Linked DNA regions of Anas platyrhynchos: region 2 is linked to region 1. A link is a contact called in public Hi-C data. All regions are on one chromosome and are shown on one strand. Each heading gives the region's core, a stretch centred on a gene start, on an enhancer-like site or on the middle of the called end of the contact. The rest is flanking DNA. Distances are from core to core; before and after follow the strand shown.

Region 1 (5,137 bases), core at 546-3,045:
TACGTTGCAGATTGATTATTTGGTTTATGAGTTAACTCCTAACTGGTAAAGAAATGAGGCATTTCTAAATATAATAAGAAATTATTCCTTACATAAGCTCCTGGTGTACTCAGTTATGGGCAGGGTTTTAACATTCTTTTGCAAAGGAAAAATAGAAAATTGAAATATAGCTGCTGAGCCCTCAAAGTAGGAGAGGTAACCCGACCTTTGATTTCTGCGTACTTGAAATGAATAATTATTTGTAGGAGCCCATTAACAGAACTTGGAGAAAACATTCATGGTAAAAATATCACAGTATTTTTCTCTTCCCCTTATAATAAACATCTTGTGAACGTATCTGTGAACAACGAAAGTGGCTGACAGTTTACTGAATGGTGTCATTCTGTCTTGAAAATAAATCTACTGTTGGCAAACTTCTGGGAGTAAGAAGTGCTTCCCTCTTTTACTTAAATAAAGGAAGGGTTATCATTCCCCAAACCTTAGCAGATAATTTGATTAGTTAGCTGAAACTGATATTGGGATCAACTTAAGGGCACACATATTTATAGCAAAATGTAATTGGTGGAGAAAATAACTGTAGTATTAGGAATAGCACAAGTTATCCAAAGCATTGCTGTTCGCATACATCTGTCCATCTACCAAAATGGACACACTCCGTGTTCAGCAGCTTGCTTAACATATGCTTAAGCATCCAGTAGGGCAGCATAAATGCCAACGCTCGACTTGAGATGCTTGGTTGATAATTACATACACAAAATCATTTCCCAGGACAGTTTTTATGCTTTGCCTCATCATAAAACAGATTTGTTTAAAATAAATCAGCATTGCATATGAAAAGTCACTTTATGGCAAAGTCTGAATAATGGAAGTGAATGCAGTGCTAGCTTTATGGTACCTAATACAAGCGTCACTTCTAACAGTTGTTTATGAGTTTTCAGAGTTTAGATTAAAAAGGGTCTCAGATTGTAAAATAAGTGCTGTGCTACCGGCCCGCTGTTGAACTTGGCTCTGTTCACTATTTAGGTTATATTGCTGTTCTTGCTATTTACAAAGGGAATTTGGAGTTTGACCTTTGGCTTTCAAGTTGTCTCTTTCTTAATTGCACCTTTTTTTTTTTTTTTTTTAATTATTTGCCTATAATTTTCAGTGAGGTGTTCTGTGTGGCAAAACTTGTGTATCAAAAAAGTGTAGAACATAGCAGTTTGGGCAACTAAGAGTTTAACAGCTTAATTTTCTAGTGACTTATTATTTTCTTAAGGCTCTTGTTTGAAAGTTGTTTACAAATGTACTTTTATTTTTCTGTTAAGCTATCTGGAGTGTTCAGGAAGTTTTTCATGTACTCTTTTGTCCAGTTAAAGCCGTTCCTCTAGTAATGGAGGTGAAACATCTAATTTTTGTCTGGGCAGTGCCTTCTCAGAAAAAGTAACAGGCTCTGCTTTTTGTTAAAGTATGTGTTCTGTAAGATATTGTATAATTGAAAGTATGCTTCTGTACACTGTGCAGTTCTACCAAAAATGCTTTTTTAGGCTTATTTGTGTTTTTTTTCTGATGAGAAGTTGAAGATTGTAATTCAAAACTTGTATATAAAATGGTGAATGATTTCATATGATTCAGGAATGAGCAGTGTGGCTTTCTGCTGGAGGGTTTTATTACATTTTCAGGAATCTAGTTAATAAAAGCTGAGAGACTTCCACAAACATGTAATAGTGCCCCAACACTTGCCAGGACATCCTTGATCTCTGATGAAATCCCACACTGGCTGGGGGATAATCATCATGCAGTTGTTCCCACCACCAAACGAAAATTCTTCTGTTATTAGCTCTTCCCTTCCTGTGTGCTGAAGTAGGGTGTTGGATGAATAGTCTTGGTCATGACCGAATATCGAGATATTTTAAGAATGCCACATCTTTTATACTGGTGCTCTGTAAAAAGATGAGCGCGATCTTCTCTTGTTCAGTGTGGATGAATTCCTTCCCCTGGAACTTCTCTATTCTAGTCATAATGGCTTTTATTGTTTAAGAGTTTCCTTTGACATACCATAGATGGATGCAACCTGTTAACTGTCTCCTTGCCTGTGAAGAAGACAAAATCATGCTTCAGATCTGTTTCAAGCTGCTTTGAACAACTTGGGCAATACAGGTACCCACTTGACCCCTCAGAATGCGTTTCCATGTGCTGAACTGGTTGAAGAGGAGAATCATTAAAAAGCTAGTCTGTGTATATGTTTATGTGCATTTATGCGTACTGCTAATGTGTATAGGTATGGAGAACTGCAAGTATCAAATCCACATTGATAGATTTACTTTTATTACCAAAATCTGCTGAGCCTGAGACCGGTAAGCCTGCTGTAGTTACCTTTTAGTTACTTTTAAAATGTCACTAGATGAGCAGTGCTTTCTGCCTGTGAAGATAAAGTTCCAGAGATAAAGAAGATAAAGACAGATACATACAGATTTGTGCATGTAAGAGCATACATTGATTATCTTCTGTGCCTGTGTGACCCTTTTCTGCTTGCAGGGACAATTCCAATCTCCCACTGCACTTTGACAGATTTGCTACAAATATTTTGACTTCACACCTGCACTCTGACTAGTCATGGGGGCATACTTAAATTCAGTTTTGCTCTTTCATTAAACCAAATAATTTATCATTAGTAATAAAAAGCTGTCTTAAAATACTTTAAAATCACCGCTAATCCCAGGACTTTAACCTAAACAAGTATTGATGTAAAGCACACAGCTATGATTTTTTTTCATTAAGTAGCTAAAAACTTGCGATACTTTAAAGGGATAAAATGGGTTTGTGTTCACATCATTAGGCCTGCTTTGCCATTAACCCCTTTCCAACTTGGAGAGTGGTGGTAGTCAAAGGCAGCTATGGGAACTGCTGCCTTTAATAGGTGGAAAGAGGAGCAGAATGATGCATGAAGGCTGGATAGGTTTCTAACTTCTTATCAAGCAAAAGGCACTGGCAGAGGCAGAGCTGGACAGGGGTGGAATGGAGTCCCTGCCTTGTTGGGGTCAAAGTGCCAGGAGAAGATGGGGGCATGATGCTGTGTGCCCCAGCTGTGCCATGCCCCTGCCAGACTCAGCTGTTTTCCCTCAGACCAGCAGTTGGTGTTCCCAGTGTAAATACAAATCTCTTAACACTGGCATGTAAACCAGGGGAAATGCAAGGATTTTGCCATTTCCCAAACTCTTTTCCCTTCCAGCAGCGTTGAAAGGGAGAGGCAGTGGAGCAGCTGCTTGTGTAGGCTGTTCTCCTGAGGTATTTAGGCAGAGGACCAAGGAGTGACTTGCATTCATTCATATAGCATATTGGCTCAGCACACAGGACGGGTCACAATTCTAGCTTACAGCAGAAAATCAGTGGAGAAAAAAAAAAATCCTATCAAGTATAGTTTGCTCTGAGCCCTTTTTGGAGCATAACTGGTGCCAACCCCATGTGCCTTTAGGACTACTCGGATTCCCTTCAGAAAACTGGCAGTTTTACAAACGTCAGCCTAAGGGAGGGACTACGTAGTCCAGTGAGGTGAGGATGTGGATTCACCCAGCCATTGCTGCAGAAGGGATGCTGTGGGCGTCTTTGTTCTCACAAGGTCCCAGAGGCCAGTCTGCCTTTGCCAGTTGCCAGAGGGCTCCTCAGACAGCTGCCTCCCAAAAGTTAAACCTGGTACGTGCAAATCAGGCTCTTATTAAAGTTTCTTACATCACCAGCAGCAGCAGCAGGGCTAGAGCATAGCTGAGAATTGTTTGGGAGGTAGGAGGTGAAGCTAATTTAGCTTGTCCTCTGAGCTCAGCCTGGGCCCTGTGGGGCTGCCAGGCACAAAATATTTCTGTCACTCCACTGCGTAGATAGGACCCAAGACAGAGGCAGCACAAGGAGCCATTTTGATCGCTGCAGCTGTGCTTTAAATGAGTGAAGCACAATAGCTGCATGTTGGCAGCCTTGGTGGGGAGAGGAGGGCTCATAAATTTGTTAGGGGGGGCCTAACAACTGCTCCAGGTGTCTGTGAATGCTGGGAGATGCTGGAGCTGCAGCAAAATTGGAGGATTGGGACAGTCTTACGCTCATCAAAAGCACTGTGTGTCAAAAAAATGGCTGAGGAGGGAGTTGGAAATTTTGTTTAGATTAAACAATAAAATACAAAGGCCAAGATCACCAGTATGCTGCATCTTGCCTCTCGATCAGGAAAATACACCTGTAGCCCTGGCACGAGTCCTGCTCCAAAAGCACTGACAAAGGAACAGCATGAAGTGGCACAAGGGAGGCCCTGGTTTTACTTCATGGTTGCTTTTTGACTTCCCAGTGCTGAAAGGAAAGGGTAAAAAGCCTTACAAACACTGCTGGGGAGCTGAGTTGACCCCCCAGAAAACTGTTATAGGTCAAGCTGAGTTTTCAATCTCTGCTATTGCAATTCTGATGTTTTAGGGCCTGCACCACCTGGGCAAACCCTCAGCCTTCACCAGCTCTGCTCAGACACAGCTGAAGAGGCCATTCCTTGCCAGCAGTGGATGGAGCTGGTAGTGTGTACTCCTGTGAGCACTACCAGCAGCAACAGCTTCTTTTTACCAGCTCAGTGACCCGAACAAGGAGGGGCAGAAAAACTCTCCGGCCTAGCTAGATAAACATCTAGCTACTTCACAAGCAGAACCTCAGGCTAAGAACTTGATCTCTTCTCAGAATAATCCTGCTGTGACAAATCATGAAAGGTGCAAATTAGGATGAACATTGAGAATCAGATTTGTTTTTTAATTGTCTAAGAGCTCATATTTGGGAGATTTTCTTCTTCCTTGACACCTGGTCTCTGAGGTAGCAGAATAGCTAGCTGATATAACTGATTACACCTTTCTGTGTTTTTTTCAGCTCCCACAAATTTAGCCCCTGCCAGTGAGACCCACATGCAGAGACTAGACAGTTACTAAAGAACAGTAAAATCTAATTGCAAAAGAAATTGAGTCTAGAAAACCTTAGTCTGTACTTGATTTATTTGGAAACTAGTTTTGTAACAGTGAAGTGAGTCATTTTCAGACTACCATCAGTAAGAGAGAGTCTAACAGCAGGCATTTACATATTTATAAGGTTTAAAGCATCGCTGTGTCTTCATTTGCCCAAGTGATTACTTCTAGTCTGGTCA
Region 2 (4,780 bases), core at 2,208-4,707, 280 kb after region 1:
TTGAGAATCCGTCAGCCTAATGACATTTCCAAGACTTGTGCTTCTCTCATTTTTTGCTTCCCAATTTGAATAATGGACAACCTTTGACAGTGCAATGAGCGAGAATCTGAATAGAGCATGATGAGCGATCGCTCTGGCTGTAAAACTAATCAGCTGTAAAGGAAATATTTTCCAACTTTTATGCCATAGTTGGGCGTGAAGCACAGAAATGGCTCTTTGCCTCCGCCAGTTCTGAAGAGGGGAGTTTTGAATAGCCTTAAGTGTCTGCGTTGTGGCCAAACAGTGGTTAGTCTGAATCCTACCAGGGGAAAGGCATTTCTTTTATACGTATATAGCTGGTTTGATTTCATTTCAAGTCTGAAAAGTTGAGGACTCTTCCTGCCAAACATACATTTCGTGTTCAATTTCCTATCCAGCCCTATATTCTTGCAGGTTTGCAGTGGAGGACTGAATGCATTTCCCTTAAAGTAACCTTTCCTCTGAAGAGGAAGTCCCAAGTGGAATTTCCTTGTTCTCTTTGTACAGGTTTTATTGCCCAGGTGCAACACCTCTGTGCTGCACCAGCATACACATGTATTGAAATTAGTGTCATTAAACACCTCAGAAAGACTGGTAGCAGAGTGCACTAGCCACAGCAGTGACTGAATGATATACAGAAGTGCCTTTACTTCCGAATATCTTGAGTCACTTTTAAAAATGCTAGTACCAGTCCCATGTGTAATGATCCACAAAGGCGGCATGCCAGAAAAGCGTTCCTTTCAGGAATAACGGCACTGCTTTGCAAACTGAGGATATTTCTCGGCAAGCTCTCACCTGCAAGATAGCTTCATTGTCGTTAAACATTAACAGCTGCCAAGTACCTTCTAGGACTTCTCAACAGGTGCCTTGCTCAGTACCTCCTGCACTCAGCCTTTTTAAATAGCCTTCTCGTCTGGGTATCAAAACACAGCAGATGGGCAACAGACTGGGCTCTCGGCCACCTCCCCAAATTCGAAAAAGCAAAGTGGAAAGTAATTAAATAGCACCAAAGTGGCGATTTAACATGGTTTATGCTCACTATTTATATACTGTAGAAATTATAGCTCCATGAAAAATGGAGCTCACAGGCAGTTTGGTGGGGAACAATGTGTGAGAGCATTTTCTGCTTCTCACCGCAGAAGATTTTGGGGTTTTGTGTGTTTGTTATGCTTCAAATTTAATAAAAGCATGCATTTTTAGGAAGAGAGAGGAAAAATTAAGCAGAACTGACAACTTTGAGTATTGTGTGAAGCAATCTTCTGTTTCTTACATGCTCTGTCAAAAGATATTTAAGGGCTTGCTCCTGCAAGAATTTGTAAAGAAGTTGGGGGGGGTTGTTCTCAGGGGATAAATCCCGTGATCCAGGCAGTCAGAAGTCAAATTCATTTAAAAAAATAAAAATAAAATAAAAATCTACTTGGTGCTTGAAGGCAAGCACAAGACCTTATTAACACTGAGTGTAAGCAAGTTTGGACCAGCCAAAGAACAGGAACAGCTTCTCAGAATGCTTTTCTGTAGCTGTTGGTGGTGAGATCATGATAATTTGGTGTTTTATATGCAGAGGCTTTGGTTTCCCCTCTGGGCAGCTACCCTGGGGAGCCACCCGCTGGCCAGCCTGGGGAGCCACCCCTGGAGCCGAAAGAAGCCAACCCATCGGATGGTGGTGGCCTTCTGGCTGTTCGGGCGTCAAGAAGGCCGGAGCTGACTGAGGGACAGATGGCAGCCCTGGGGTGATGCGATGAGTGAAAAGGAGACACCTTTGGTGACTTGGAGACCCTCAGGGGTGCCCTGGTGATGCTTTGCGAGTCTTTGAATCCCTCAGGGATGCTTTGGCTCTCACCACACTGGGGGACTGATGTGCTGGGGGCAGCCTTCACCCAGCACGACCCACCACGCCAGGGCCATGCCAGGAAGCCTGGAGATGCCTCCCAGACCCCCACCTCACCCTCTTCTCCCCAGGACTGATCCCCAAGAGCCTCCCGTTCACCCCAATCCCCCCATTTTCCCCAGTTGCCCACCCGCCATCTGCCCCTTGGGCAGCGGGGTGCTACTTGCCATGGACACCCGTCGTCCTGTGGCGGCGGCAGGTGGCGGGGGGCTGCCTGTTGGACTTCCCTCTTGGCTCCGCTGCCCCTCACAGCCCGACGGGGAGCCAGCCCCAGAGCTGGTGTCAGAGCCCCCTGGGGAGGCAGAGCTCCGGTTGCCGCTGCCCTCGGGGCTGGCGGGCAGCACCCTGGAGAGGAAGCTGGACTTGCGGGTGCCGGGGCAGTGCCCACTGTCGGGGGACTCGCCGCGCTCCTCCTCCACGTCCCTGCAGGCGCTCACCCGGCTGTGCTTGCGGGGCAGCCGGCGGGACATCCCTGTCCCCGTCCCCATCCCCGCTGTCCCCACCATGCCTGGCGGAGCCTCCTCGCTGCTGGAGGACACCGGTGGCCTCTGTCTGCGGTGCTGCCCCGAGCCCCCGATGGCCGAGGAGGAGGAGGGAGGTGGTGGCGGGGAGGCCGAAGGGCGAGGAGGCATCACCGAGCTGCTGGGGGGGTGGCAGGGGACGGCTTGGTCATCAGCCCGGCCCGCTGGCCTCCGCGGCCGGCCCGCCAGGGTCTTGTGGATCCTGTTGAGGCCCAGGTGGGCGATCTCGAGGATGTTGAGGAAGAGGGAGACGGCGGCGATGCTGTGCATGAAAAGCATGAAGATGGTCTTCTCCGTGGGCCGGGACACGAAGCAATCCACCGTGTTCGGGCAGGGGGGGCGGGTGCACTTGTAAAGGGGGGGCATGTGGAAGCCGTAGAGCAGATACTGACCCACCATAAAGCCCACCTCGACCACCGAGCGGGTCAGGATATGTAGCACATAGGTGCGCAGCAGGGACCCCCTCAGGGGTGCCTTGTTCACCTTCTTCTGTTCCTCCAGCTTCCGCAGCTCCCTCTCTACCCTCTTGTGTTCCTCGGGCAGGGGCTCCAGGTCCTCCAGCTGAGCCCGCAGGTGGGCTTTCCTCTTCTGCCTCTCCTTCTCTAGAGCCCTTAACCTGTAGAGCGCGTGGCCCATGTAGACTAGAGACGGAGACGAGACAAATATGATTTGCAACACCCAGTATCTGATCAAAGAGATGGGGAAGGCTTTGTCGTAGCAGATGTTGCTGCAGCCGGGCTGCTCCGTGTTGCAGATGAACTCCGACTGCTCGTCATCCCAGACGTCTTCGGCAGCCACTCCCAGCACCAGCATCCGGAATATGAACAGGATCGTGAGCCAGATCTTGCCAACGATGGTGGAGTGGATGTGGACTTCCTCAAGGATGCTGCCCAACAAGTTCCAGTCCCCCATGGTCAGAAGTTCATGTCTGAAATGCAAAAAGTGATCTTAATTTAATACACAGATGGATTTATTTTCAAAATGGTCCTTTTTTTAAATATCTTTTTTAAAATAATGATGCTTCATGTATATTCTTTTGATAGCAGGAGAGCTTAGAAATTCATCCTTATTTTCCATGTAATGGGCTGTTAAATTAATGCCGACATGATTACTAGTGAAAGATTCAGATGTGAGATTATTTTAAGCTTAAGAGAGACTGCGTTCACCTATAAGCCACAATACTTCTTAACTGTCTGCAGTTTTACAGCATTTTCTTCCCACTGGGAAAGAAGATTTTTTTCTCCCCTACTTTGCAAATCCACTGCCAACAGTAGATTAATCTACACCCACTCTATGCTTGTCTGTGGCTATGCCACAGCTTTGCGTGAAAAACAACTGGAATAATATATCAGGCTCATTACTTTCATTTCATTGACAAAGTTTTGAGACGTATCCTAAAACTGTGACCAAGAAGAATTTAATTTGGTACTCCAAGGTAGTAGCATTATTAATGCCATCCGTCCATTATTATCCTATCTACCAGCATAGCAGTCCACAAGTTTCTACCTTGGAGTCCAAAACTACAAGTACATAGCTAATTTACACATAAATGTACATGTATAAATAGTCTCAGTTCTAGGCTATCATTCTTGAAGTCAGAGTGTTTCTAGGATTTCTATCTGGAATGTTATGCTTTGTCTTGATAATAAATTTAAACATATGAAATGAATAAAGCAGGAAATATGTAATGGGGTGTTGGGAAGGTTTTTAGCTGTGAATGTGAGATGATCTTTTTAACTGCCTCTTTCCCAGAAGCAATCTGATTCATCAGCAAACTGATCTATGTTCTGCTGCAGGATGCTTGATTCCAAGCCACTTCTCTAGAAGCTGTTCAGGAGCTCCAGATATTGTGGGGAATTGAAATGTAAGGTATTTGTGTATTTATGAATACATCACACATTCTATGTAGTATTCCTGGAATTCTTCCTGCCAACATGGCAATAAAATATTGAAAGCAACTATGGTCATATTCACTTAAGGGTTCTCACTTAAATTTTGTATGCTACTGCACTTTCAGAGCTTCCCAAATTCCACTAAACTACAACCTTTTGTAAAGTGCCATTTATAAGCTTCTGAAGAGCGGCTGGCTGCAATACCTAAAATCTTCCATGATCTTGATTGATTGCAAAGCTGAGTGATATCACTGTTATCAATATATCTTGGAGGTGATTTATGATATGATCCTGCAGAGCAAGAATCTGCTTGGAGGTTGTATTTATCCACACTGCAAGTAAAGATGTTCAGTTGTAACCAACAGCACAGCTTGAAAGTGCATGTACAGAAGAGTCTGTATTACATAATTCACCTTCAGTATGATCAGTAGAGGTTTATGCAGAGCAAGATCCCAACCCAG

The links. A called contact is a pair of places that touch in the nucleus more often than the background predicts.
Region 2: a contact with region 1 is called in a Hi-C map of liver, with 2.6 times the contacts expected there. The contact joins the promoter of GJA10 here to the enhancer-like site in region 1. A contact is called at or near these places in 2 of 8 Hi-C or Micro-C datasets (liver and skeletal muscle).

Annotation. Positions count from the first base shown.
Region 1 is chr3:82,008,311-82,013,447 of IASCAAS_PekinDuck_T2T, forward strand. It overlaps MAP3K7 (mitogen-activated protein kinase kinase kinase 7), which reads left to right. Exons shown (of 16, transcript XM_072036181.1): 16 at 1-1,609. Among named protein-coding and RNA genes, the nearest start is that of MAP3K7, 52 kb to the left of the region's middle. Within about 2 kb of position 1,796, at least 1 of the 8 cell types and tissues checked has an H3K27ac peak or open chromatin away from gene starts, as enhancers often do.
Region 2 is chr3:82,291,011-82,295,790 of IASCAAS_PekinDuck_T2T, forward strand. It overlaps GJA10 (gap junction protein alpha 10), which reads right to left and starts at 3,458. Exons shown (of 1, transcript XM_027452966.3): 1 at 1,812-3,458. The coding sequence starts at 3,339. The coding sequence ends at 2,002.